Linked DNA regions of Mus musculus: region 2 is linked to region 1. A link is a contact called in public HiChIP or PLAC-seq data. All regions are on one chromosome and are shown on one strand. The core of a region is the stretch at or near the end of the contact, and the rest is flanking DNA. Distances in the headings are between cores, read along the strand shown. Region 1 holds the start of Uck1 (uridine-cytidine kinase 1). Region 2 holds the start of Ptrh1 (peptidyl-tRNA hydrolase 1 homolog).

What was found. HiChIP or PLAC-seq counts read pairs in DNA pulled down with a chosen protein or histone mark.
Region 2: a contact with region 1 is called in a FOXA1 HiChIP or PLAC-seq map of pancreatic cancer cells. The contact joins the promoter of Ptrh1 here to the promoter of Uck1 in region 1. A contact is called at or near these places in 1 of 115 datasets of contacts at active chromatin or transcription factors (pancreatic cancer cells) and 1 of 9 other capture datasets (adipose tissue).

What each region holds. Positions count from the first base shown.
Region 1 is chr2:32,258,836-32,261,378 of GRCm38.p6, reverse strand. Uck1 (uridine-cytidine kinase 1) reads left to right here and starts at 1,274. Exons shown (of 7, transcript NM_011675.2): 1 at 1,274-1,470; 2 at 1,640-1,799. The coding sequence starts at 1,345.
Region 2 is chr2:32,774,550-32,777,092 of GRCm38.p6, reverse strand. It overlaps Ptrh1 (peptidyl-tRNA hydrolase 1 homolog), which reads right to left and starts at 1,272. Exons shown (of 5, transcript NM_178595.3): 1 at 1,198-1,272; 2 at 570-789; 3 at 287-386; 4 at 65-110. The coding sequence starts at 1,263. It overlaps Ttc16 (tetratricopeptide repeat domain 16), which reads left to right and starts at 1,460. Exons shown (of 15, transcript NM_177384.3): 1 at 1,460-1,762; 2 at 1,998-2,045; 3 at 2,536-2,543. The coding sequence starts at 1,745.

The sequences.
Region 1 (2,543 bases), core at 25-2,524:
TCTTAAGGCCTCAACCAAGTGCTTCAAGTCTGTGCTGACATAAAAGCAGTTGGGCTGGTGGACTGGCAGCACCTCTGCTCGAGGCAGGCAGCAAGACTGGAGAGTCCAGCAGCGTCCAGGTAAGTGCTCCACCCCATTTCTCAACCCCCTAAGTATTCATAGCAAATGAACGTCAGGAGCAATCAATGCTCACAGGAAGAATTGAAGACCAGGCATGATGGCGCACGCCTTTATTCTTAGTACTCAGGAGGCAGAAGCAGGAGGTCTCTCACTGTGAGTTCAGAGCCATTCGTATCTCCTTTGCAAGTTCTAGGCCAGCTTGGGCTACGCAATGAGACATTTGTCATAAAGAAAGCAAAACAACAACAACAACAACAACAGAATTTAAAAGCCAGGTTGTTGGAGTTGGAGTGAGAGTTGGAGTGACTGCTCTTCCAGAAGCCTAGTTTCAATTCCCAGTACCTACTGGTAGCTTTTAACTGTTAGAAAGTTCACTACCAGAGGGAACCGACTCCCTCTTCTGGTCGCTGTGGGAACTCCAAGCATGTGGTACAAAAACACGGGCACGTAAAACAGCCATACATATAAAGTAAAGTGGAAAAAAAAAAAAGTGTACTGCTCTTGCATAGGACCAGAGTTCAGTTCCCAGCATTTAAAATGGGCAGCTCACAACTGCCTGTAACTACAGCCTTATGGGGATCTGACACTCCCCAGGCACTTCAGTCATGTGCACAGACCCATAACACACACACAAGCACATATAAATAAAATTATTATAAATATTTCCTTTTTTTAAAAAGCCAGGCATGGTGGTACATGCTTGTTACTCCCACCCTCAGAAGGCTGAGGCAGGAGAATGTTTGGGGCCAGCCTGGGCTTCAGAGTACCAGACAGCAAGGGCTATGCGGTAAGAATCTGTCTAAAAATCAAGAGATTTTAACAGATTCATAGATACTTAAATAATGCGCCAGGGAGAGGGAGGTCTTCCTAAGTGTCTCAGGATGACACGTTCTCACGTGGCAGGAGGCACTGATGGGGTTAAGCATAAGGCAGGGACGGTCCTAACCCTGTGGGTGACAGGATCTCGGCTGTGCTAGGGAAATAGGGGTCAGTGGGCTGGAGACCTTGGTCTAGTCCAGCACTTGAGTGTGCGTCTCGTCGGGAGGTGGAGCCCCATCCAGGCCCCGCCTCCAGGTAAAGGGGTCATTCTGGAGTCACTGAGGCTCTTCAGGGACACGGCCTTGAGTGCCGCGCCTCATGCGCGCATGCGCTCATGTCCCCGGAAGCGATGCGCACAGCATCCGTCACTACGTCCAGGCGGGAGCGGGCAGAGTCGGTGAATGTATGTCCGTCGCTCCGGATATGGCTTCGGCGGGAGGCGGCGGCTCGGAGAGCGCCGCGCCCGAGGCCGATCGTCCCCAGCCGCGGCCGTTCCTCATCGGCGTGAGCGGCGGCACCGCTAGTGGCAAGGTGAGCGCCCTGCGCCTGGGCCTCGCGGAGGGATTGCCAGGCCGCTGGTTGGGGCGCCATTGCCTCTGGCCCAACCGCGGCACCTGTTGCTAGCAGCTAAGGGGGTCGTCCCCAGGGGCTGGCGGGTCACTCAGTGCACAAGCTCACTTTTGGCACCTTCTGTCCCCAGTCAACAGTGTGTGAGAAGATCATGGAGCTGCTGGGACAGAACGAAGTGGACCGCCGGCAGCGCAAGTTGGTCATCCTGAGCCAGGACTGCTTCTACAAGGTTCTGACGGCCGAGCAGAAGGCCAAGGCTTTGAAGGGACAGTACAATTTTGACCACCCAGGTACCTGGAGAATGTCTGCCTGGAGAGCTGGGGGTAGAGGATAAACTGCTGTGAGATATGGGCTCTACAGAGATTGCAGACTGCCAGACAGATACAGAGATGTGTATGGATGCAGACTGCTGGACCAGGGCTGTAGGAGATGTTTGTTGGATGCAGACTGCCACCGAGGCTGTCCAGGGATGTGTACATAGGATGCAAAGTGCCAGACTGAGGCTGTCCAGAGAGAACTGCTGGACACCAACTGCCAAGGGGGGCGGGGATTGAATGCAGCAGCAATGGGGCTCCGTGAAACATTACCCTCATTTCCCTTGGTAGTGGGCCCACAGAAAGGTAGGGTTTGCTGAATTCCATGAGCCTGGAGTGACTCAAGATTTTTGCTAGAGCCACTTAGGAAGGAGGAGCCAGGAGATGTTGAGGATCGCTTCTTGATGTGTTGAAATCTCTGCCTGGCACCTTGTTGCTGAGGAGCCCTTTGTACACCCTACCTACCGCCTGCCTGACCTTTGGATTCCCCAAGCTGTCTCGGGGCAGTCAGTCTTCAGGGAGGCCAGTTGTAGAAACAGAGGTTAATCTGGGGCTCAGGCCTTGGAGCTTCCTGGCCTGGTAGGGGCCTGTGTTCCTGAAGGTTTAAGCTTTCCTAGGGACTCCTGAAGGTCAGAGAATAGGACTCTTAACTTTGTTTTGCCAGATACAGAGGAGCAGAGGCTCAAATGATCTCTTTCCCCCAGTGTCAGCCAATCAGAA
Region 2 (2,543 bases), core at 23-2,522, 520 kb before region 1:
TTGGTGAGATACAATGTCAATGCTAGCCACCCCCACCCAGGGCAGGGCAGAAGGGTAGACTCACATTGGAGTTCAGACAGCTAATGCAGGAACGGACTCCATTATGGCCCCTTGAGGGGATATGAAGAGCAGTTAGTACTTTCTGAGGCAGTGCCCTTCCTCCATTCCCTTGCCCAGGCCTTCTTCAGAGCAGCCCAGCCTATCGAGATAGATAGTCTCAACAATCTTACTCCACTCCAACAGAGGCCAGCATCCCTACCCAAACCTACGCACATAAGAGCCTCACCTTGCGCTGCCCCCCAGCTTCAGAGCCAGCTTTCCCAACGGCTTGTCCAGTTCATCATGGACCAGATAGATCTCCTCCGCAGTCAGCCCAAACAGCTCCGCTTGGCACAGGGAAACAACACTCTAGTTACTGCATATCTGCTCAGAGGGGTCACAACAACCCCCATATGTAAACAGGCTTCCCCAAGCCTTCACTGTAGTAATTGGGGCTCACCAGGCACTTGTCACAATTGAACCCTCTCTCTGGTCCCTGTGCCCTCTTATCCATGAAACCTACAACTCACCAGCTCGGGCTACGCTGCGCCCGTTGACGTTCATGAGGCGCCGCGGCCGGAGCAGTACCAGCTGAGCATCCCCGAGCGGGGCCAGGGCGAGGTCAGCAGCACAGCGCGAGTCACGAGTCCAATTCTCCGCCACTCCCAGTCGCCTTGCTATTTGCCCCAGCACCGCCATGCCCACACTGTGCCGGGTGCCGGGCATTCCGTGGTTCCCCAGGCCAGCCACCTGTAGGCAACACTCACTCAGGACCCAAAACATTGACCAGGAAACAGAAGCGACAGTATTGGGAAGGAGCACTTAAGGGTCTGGGAACTCCTGGAGGCCCCACCAGCCAGAGGATGCCGCTCCCTGGTGCAAGAGCAAAACTAAAAGTTTGGAGCCAGTTAGTATTGCGCCTATTTGACTAAGTAGAAAAAGGGACAACTATCCCGAAAAGATGGTTCCGAAGGTAAGGTTGCTGCTAACCCTGACAACCTGGGTTCGATCCCCAGAACCCACATGGTGGAAAGAACCCTCTCCTAAGTTGCCCTCTGACAGCCACAGGGCACATGCATACAACGCATACACTTAAATGTAAGCGTAGCTGCGGAGCCAAGCCCCGCGTCCCTGTGTAGCCACCCACGCCCCACTCACCAGCCACCGCTTCCCGGGGAACCGAGCCTCGGAAACCTGCCGGCTCAAGGCCCAACTCCGCCGCATCCCTGGACTAAAAAGACCGGACTTCAACGTGCCGACTCCCATTCACAGCCAGGACCCCGCCCCTTGACGTCAGGCATCCCTAAGCCAATAGCATCACGACATGTCCAGCGACGCCCAATCCAGGCTGGGTTTGGCGTCCGCCATGTCTCTGCGGGGCGGAAGTGGGTGGATCGCGGGCCCGGGCGAGTGTCTGGGTGCATTCCTCCGCGACGCGTCACCCTGTATGGCTCAGCCTTTGCTCGGCCTTTGCTCGAGGGCTGGTACCTCGTTAAGTTTCTACCCTGGCCCGCGTCGGCGTGCACTGCCCATAGGTTCTTTCCTTGACTTAGGCCTTGGCTTGCCTTGCTGAGTTTCTAGTGACTCTCGGAGGCGGGGCCAAGTGGGCGGGGCCTATGGACATCGTGGACCTGGTGCCTAGCAACAACGGAGCTAGGGAACCTCAGAGTATGCTTAGCCCAGAAGTTAGCCTAGAAACCTGGCCATGACAGACAGAAGCAAGGTGAGGGCTGAGAAGGGGAAAGCTGAGGCAGAGGTCGGGGCCGCAAGAAGGGCTTGAGGAAGAGCCAGTCAAGCCCTTCAGGGGAACTGGGAGAGGTCAGAGGTCATCATTTGTAGTGTGGTAGGGGAGAAGGGTGACTGGCCTCCCAGTCCTAAGGGAGAGAGAGGGCAGAGAGATTTTTTGGGGGGGTTGTTGTTGTTTTAACGTTTTGGGGTTTTGTTTGTTTGTTTTATAGACTCAGAGAACTCCATCTGCCTCTAGCTCTAGAACGGGGTTATTAAAGGTATGCACTACCGTGCCCAGCCCAAGTGGAGAGATTTTGAGGAGTGAAACACAGAACTTGAGGACTGATGAGACATAGGTTCCCCGATTCTGGTGACTATGGGAAGGGTGATCACACAGAGGTGAGAAGCCCTGGGAAGAAGTCAGGTGAAGTGCTTGCTCAATGTGACCTGACGAGTGTGAGAATCCCAGGGCGGGAGTCACAAGGAACCTTGTGCAGCAGGGTCTGAAAACGATGAGCAGCTAGAGCACAAGGTGAGAGCAGACAAAGCCCAAGAGGAGAGCAGAGGGTGCAGTGGTTCCTTGACCTTGACCACAGGACAGGGAGAGAGGCAGGGCTAGAGAAATGTTGGAGCCCTGGGGGACTGTTGAACCCCAGACTAGGTGTGCCTTCTACCAGGAGGCCTCTTCACACCTCTTCCAGTAGGCAAAGCTCCTGGGGGAAGTGTTCCTGAGGCCTTCTGAGCTTACTGCCCCTGGCTTGGTTCCAGGAGCCTCA